Linked DNA regions of Rattus norvegicus: region 2 is linked to region 1. A link is a contact called in public Hi-C data. All regions are on one chromosome and are shown on one strand. The core of a region is the stretch at or near the end of the contact, and the rest is flanking DNA. Distances in the headings are between cores, read along the strand shown. Region 1 holds the start of Unkl (unk like zinc finger). Region 2 overlaps Unkl (unk like zinc finger).

Region 1 (3,175 bases), core at 237-2,736:
AAAAAAAAATGGGAAGTTATCAGTAGTGTTGAGTAGTTTCTCCCCCCCCCCCCCCAAAAGTGAGCTATTACACACAGGAAAAATCCTGTCAGTTTTGTTTTAAGCCCTAGCCCTTGAGTAACAGCTTCGATAAAAAGAACACTTCTGGTCCTTTTGTGGGTGTCACAGGTGGTGTCGTTGGAGGACTACACACACCTTTGATGGGTGGTAAGGGGCTTGAGGCACCTTCCCTCATGCCCACAGTAAAGGTGGTTCAGTTCCACCATCACTGCCATGTGCTCTGTCACACCTATGGAGCCACCTCTGCTGTCTGAAGGTTCCTTAGGTCGTCTCGTGTGTCACTCCAAGCTGGAGTTGGGGAGGGGGGCGGGATTGAACTAGTTTTCACTTTCCACTCCTCCACAGTCCGAGACTTGTTTATTCTTCTATAGATGTCCCTGTCTGCCCTTCCCTGCTCGCTCATTCTTCTGTTTGATCTTTGAAAAGACAGCGTTCCTGTTTGCTGGGACTAGTCTACAACTCATGTCCACATGCTTCACAACCACTAAAACAAGTCCTTTAAAATAAGTTAATTTCAGGGTTTGTGGGCCAGGGATAAAGCTCAGTGGTAGAGTGAGTGGCTAGCATGCACAGGCTCTGGGTTCTATCTCTAGCACTCAAACCAAACTCCCAAAAGTTGTCAACAATTCAAGTTGCCTACAAAATGTCCTATGAAGAAGTCAGTAATCCTACCAGCGAGTGTAATTTTACCTTATTAGTATTTTAAAATATAGCTTATAAAATAGAGCTTACAAATACAGCTCTATGCATATTTTAGATCGTGTTCGTGGAAATGGAATAGATTTTTTTTTTTTTGTAATCCTCCTTTCTGAACATTCCCCTCAGAACACTTTCCTCTCAGAACACTTTCAGCCCTGCTGCCCAGACTTTATCCCTCAGAGCACCCCGCTGTTGGCTGAGGAGCTGTGATCACTTTTCTTGCATTTACAATGTCTCATGCCACACAGTTACACACTAGTGAATGCTAGCCCTGGGTTCTCTCAATTTCATCCTAGCACTTCTGAGCCCCGCCCCCCACGTGCATTCAGCATTCTGTTGCTCCCAGATCACTCCGGTTCCTGATCACCCTGTACCTCCTTTACCCTTCTGGCAGCCTCATTGTGTTTTTTTGAAAAGTGGCTCAACAGAATTCACACTCGGGTCATCCTTAAATTTACACATTTAATACAGGGGCGACCATCCCCACAGTCTAATTATAGACGTTTTCCAGCTAAAAGAAACCTGTGTCCAACAACAGCCCAGGACCCAGAGGCCCTCATGGGGACTCTACACCAACGGGCGTGTCCCGCTTCACGCCTGTAACTTGCTGCCGTGGTGGGCCGGCAGATGCTGTGTGTCACCCCCGTCGTACAGCGCGCGTGGGCGAGGGGTCGACGGGGGCGTGGCCGGCGCGGCGTGCTTGGGGGTGTGGCCGGCGCGGCGGGGGGCGCAGGGGGCTCGGAGCGGGGGGGAGATCCGGGGGCGCCGGCGCGGCGCATGCGCGCTGCATTGTTTTGACTGAAAATGCCGTCGGTTTCGAAAGCTGCGGCGGCGGCGCTGAGCGGGTCCCCCCCGCAGACCGAGAAACCAACCCACTACAGGTCAGTGCCTGGGCTGCGGTCCGTGGCCTTCTGGGCGCTGCGGCGCAGAGCAGCGGCCCGCGCGCGCCACGGGCCCGGGTGTCGCCGCTGAGGGTGCGCCCCGCCCGCGCCCCCGCCGCCAGCCCTTGTGGGTCACGCCGTCAGGGCTCGGGACGCCGCCTAAGGTGGAGTGGCAGCGCCCAGGGTCTTCTGTGACCCCTGGGTTGGGGGCTGGACTTGCTCCTGGTCTCAGGCGACCCCACGCGCCAGACTGGAGTCTGGGAAACAGCGCCTGCGTTTGTAGCTCAGGGCCGCGCCTGGGCTGGAGGTGGGCGCACGGCCATCCGGACTCGGGCAGTCGCCGCCTGAGGTTGAGAGGCGGTGCCCGGGGTCTGGGGTGATCTCTGGGTTGGGGGCGGAGCCGCACCTAGAGTCCAGCGGCGGCCTGGGTTGTGAGCCTGGGGGTCGTTTCTGCGGCGCAGAAGAGGGGTTGCGCCTGGTGTGGGCGGGTGGCGCTTGCAGTCCATCTGGAACCTGTGAAGGCAGTCCAGCAGGAGTTGGGAGACCGGGACTGAGGATTCAGAGGTGGCTCCAGGGGTCAGGGACTAGAAGGGGGCGGAGAATAGAGTGTAGTTTTATGGAGTTACCTGGGATCAGAGTTGGGGGTGGCCTGCTAGGAGGAGTTCTATGCCTCGTGTCCGGGGAACCTTCCTTATCTGGGGACTGGGAAGTGGTATTTGGGGTCAGGGAGCGGAAAGTCTGTCTGGCTGTCTGGAGTCACCTGGCCTCCGAGTTGGGGAGTGACACCCGGAGTGCTTTGAAAAAAGGAGGGTACCGGTCCTTGGCAGTCAGATGGACTCGGGGTGGGGGTGGGGCTTCGCGTCTGGGACCCTGCCCCGCCGCATCCCAGGGGCCTCCAGCCGGCGGCGGCTGCGGCCCGCAACGCTGTTTGTCTTTTTAGGTATCTAAAGGAGTTTAGGACAGAGCAGTGCTCCCTGTTTTTGCAGCATAAGTGCAGCCAGCACAGGCCGTTCACCTGTTTCCATTGGCATTTCCTAAATCAGCGTCGGCGCAGACCGCTCCGACGACGCGATGGCACCTTCAACTACAGCCCGGACGTTTACTGTTCCAAGTACGATGAGGCCACCGGCCTGTGTCCCGACGGTGACGAGTAAGTGGGGCTCCGGTGGGTGGCTGCTCCTGGCCTTCCCTCAGGACTGGTGTTGACTCTGTGATCAACAGGTTTTTGAGGTTTCTGATTTTTGTTTTGAGACAGGGAGTCTTTATGTAGCCCTGGCTGTCCTGAAATACTGTATGTAGAGGCTGGCCCCGAACTTAGAGCAATACCTGTCTTGGCCCGTTAAAGTGATGGGATTAAAGGTGTACGCCACTGCACTGGTCTTCTTGATTCATTTTAACACCCACCACCTGTAGAGGGGAACCTTAGTTTTATTCAAGACTTCCAGGGGTCAGTAGAGTATGTGTGCTTGAGGGGTTCCCCCGTTTGTAAGCTAGTTTTCCTGAAAGATTATGTGTGTTGTAGGGAAGGATGTTTG
Region 2 (3,136 bases), core at 518-3,017, 34 kb after region 1:
TGTAGCTTTGGGAAGGTTATGCTGCCTAGGGACTCAGACAGAATACAGGAGTCCATATTGACATACAAGTAGCAAAGTGGAAAGCCCTACCCAGAGGACATACTGATGTTACTCGGCATCCCACAAGGTAGCATGCGCTCTATCCATGTAGGCCAGCTAGAGTCCTACATTGGATGCAGGTTGGGAATGACGCCCCGGTGCTGGCAGAGAGTTCCCTTCACCATCCTCAAGGGACATTAAAGAGTTCTGTCCTACATGAGGACTACTGGGGAATCTTAGAGCTGGAGATGTGCTGCAGAGGCTTCTGGGAAAGCACTGTGGGCGGGCTCAGCACCACAGCTGCCTAAGGAGGAATTGTGGGCTGCAGTGTGTGCCCTCAGTGCCTTTCCCACCTTGATCTCACTCAGGGTAGACTCTGTCTCTTCCATAAGTCACTGCATAATCTTGTGGCCAGTGTGATCTCCTCCACTGGGAGACCTGAGTTCCACGGGGGTCCTGTGTGGGTTTGTCTCGCTTTCTAAAGAACCCTCTAGAATTCAGGCTTATCCAGCATCAGGAGGCCATGGAGGCGGTAGGAAGCACCACTTCCCTGTCTCTGCTGTCGGATTCAGGGAGAGGGAGGGAAGTTTTGTGGGTGCTGAGTCTGAAAGATTATCACAGATGGACCCACGTCTGGATCTAGAGGCTGTCCTGCTGCAGGGGGTGCTTGCCCACCCTTCAAGACTCCTCGATACTCTGAGAATCCTGCTGGCCTCAGGACCTGCCAGCCTTCTGCTTCTGGTTTTATGTCGTGAAAGTAGCAATGGTGAGGAGGACATGGAGCAGAAGAGTGTTGAGGGGAAGTTAGACCCCAGCCCTGAGCAAGCGCCCAGGTGCCACGGACACTGAAAGAGTCAGGTGTTTCACACTGACTTAGCATAGCTCCAGTAATTCTCCTAGCCATTACCTAATGTGTGATGAACGGCCTCAGCCACACAGTCAGAAAGTTGGAAGATGCACTTTTTATTTGTTTTGCATGTCTGGGGACAGCACCCAAGGCCTCAGTCTGCTGGGTACCCATTTTTATTTACAGTTTATTGTACTTGCTGCTTCCTGGTTAAAATACTGAACATTCTTCACTGCAAATCCCCTGGACCCTGCTAGCTGAAGTCATATGTGAATCTAGTCATAGTACTGTTATCTCAGTGCTTGAGAAGCTGGGGCAGGAGGATGACTTTTATATCAGTACCCTTCCTGTCTCGAACCATTCTCTTCTGTAAGGTCCCCATCCTCAGCATTGCCTGACACAAGAAGTCAGTGGGCTCTCTTCCCTGTGATGCCAATCCGTGGCTCCTAGGCGTTCAGTCCTTGCCTCCATCTGACCCACATGCTCCAACCCCATGGGGTTGGCCCTCCCTCTTTTTTTTTTCCTTCCAGTTTTAGAGGGCTGGAGCTAGGGGGTGGGTAGACTTGAGGGCATTGTCTTTGTGGGGCAGTTTCCTTTCATTTAAATGAAGCCAAGTGCAGGGCCTGCACATTTAAGAGGTGCAGGGACAGCACCCTGGCTTCTAGTAGTCAGTGTGAGCCTGTCTCCAGTTCTTGACTACGGAGGACTCACCCTCCCCACCGCTCGCCCCGGCACTTCGCCCCCACCCCGCACCCTCTGCGCGCCCCGCCCCTCCCCCTCTTTGTGAGTCAGGCTTTCAGCCGAAACCTGTCTGCTCTTGCACACCTTGGCAGGCAGGGGGAGTGGCCTAGTGCTCCGGGGCAGGGTGCAAAGCGTGAGTGGGCGGGGCCAGCGGCTGGCGAAGGCGGAGCGCGAACCAGGCAGGTTTGAATCCTCAGTGACAGACAGCCGGCCGGGGCTGCGGAGGATATGAGTCAGCATTGACAGTGGCTGCGGCAGATCCCGGTCTCGCGTCAGCCCAGCACCAAGTTGTGGGTCGTCATTTCTCGGCGCTTTGGAACGAGCATGCGTCCTCCCTCCTTCCCAGGTGTGCGTCCTCCCCCACCTCCGGCGCGGGTTCCCCAGGGGTCCTGTACTTACATCCTCCCAGGTGGTGTTTCCCTTAGCGCTCATCTACTCAAGTGGTCCCCCCTTGACGCGCGTCTCCCTCTGAGATCATCCTGGTCGGCCAGCGTACCCCCAGGTGAAGCAACCCCAGGTGGTTTTCCTTGTAAGTGCACCTCTGCCCAGGTGAAGGTCTTGGTGCGCATCCCATCAGGTCATTTTCCTTCAAAATGCATGTCCATCGGGGTGCATGTTCCCCAGAAACCATGTACCTCTTTGACAGTGAGATCATGAGATCTGTGCTGAATTTTTCAGGCTGCAGAAGGAGATTAACTAATTTGCCTGCTTTTAATTTTTGTTGGTGCTGCTTACCCAGGGCCCTGTGGGCCCCTGCGGCTTGTGTTTCTTCTCCCTTGTGGACTGGTTCCCCCAGTTCCTCTAACTATCCCAGTTCAGAGTACAGACACAATGGTTGTTGGTGCTCCTCTGTTCAGTAACTGCAGATAGAGAAGGTTCCCATCCTGTGTGGCCTTTAAGTCCTTCTTGCACTCCGTGTGGTTTGTCACTTCATGTATCCCTGACCCTAGAGGACAGCAGCACCTTTTGAATGTGCTGTGTCATATTGGGAGCTGGTGATGCCTAGGACAATATGAGGTCTTTGCTGCTGCTGCTGAGGTCCAGGTGGCTTCGGGTCGTTTGGTGGAGCTTGTTCTGGGTCAGGAGGCACAACCTGGCCTTCAAACACTGCAGTTTATGTAAGGAGGAGGCTCACCTAGATTTCTGTCTTTTTCTGAGTTGGTTCTTCTTTTTAAGCACCATTCAGGAGTACCGGTGTAATCATCTGGAGCATTAGTGAGGTTGGAGAGAAGAGCCTGGTGGACTAGGGCGTGGGATGGGTGGGGTAGCCCCTTGACATCCTGGGCTCTGAATTAAGGTGGACAGGCCCAGAGGCTTCCCCAGACATCCCCTTTTTGTTGATATCTTGCTGGGCTCCAGGGTAGTGGCTCACACCCTGTGCTAAACTTCAGTAAGGGTTGATTGCAGTGCGGTCCTGAGCTGTATGTACTGTGTAATGTCGGGCCCCCTTAGCACCTCGGGCTCCGAGGGGTCACAGAGACCCCGACCACGGAAGACAGGTTCCCACTC

The links. A called contact is a pair of places that touch in the nucleus more often than the background predicts.
Region 2: a contact with region 1 is called in a Hi-C map of kidney, with 2.0 times the contacts expected there. The contact joins the enhancer-like site here to the promoter of Unkl in region 1. A contact is called at or near these places in 3 of 12 Hi-C or Micro-C datasets (the A7r5 cell line, kidney and liver).

Annotation. Positions count from the first base shown.
Region 1 is chr10:14,709,141-14,712,315 of GRCr8, forward strand. It overlaps Unkl (unk like zinc finger), which reads left to right and starts at 1,487. Exons shown (of 15, transcript XM_063270091.1): 1 at 1,487-1,640; 2 at 2,581-2,790. The coding sequence starts at 1,564. LOC120095050 (a long non-coding RNA gene) reads right to left here and starts at 2,655. Exons shown (of 2, transcript XR_005490059.2): 1 at 2,267-2,655; 2 at 1,208-2,153.
Region 2 is chr10:14,742,959-14,746,094 of GRCr8, forward strand. All of the region lies in intron 10 of Unkl (unk like zinc finger), which reads left to right. Among named protein-coding and RNA genes, the nearest start is that of Gnptg, 17 kb to the right of the region's middle. Within about 2 kb of position 1,768, at least 61 of the 93 cell types and tissues checked have an H3K27ac peak or open chromatin away from gene starts, as enhancers often do. A contact at or near this core is called in kidney and liver, where this site is marked.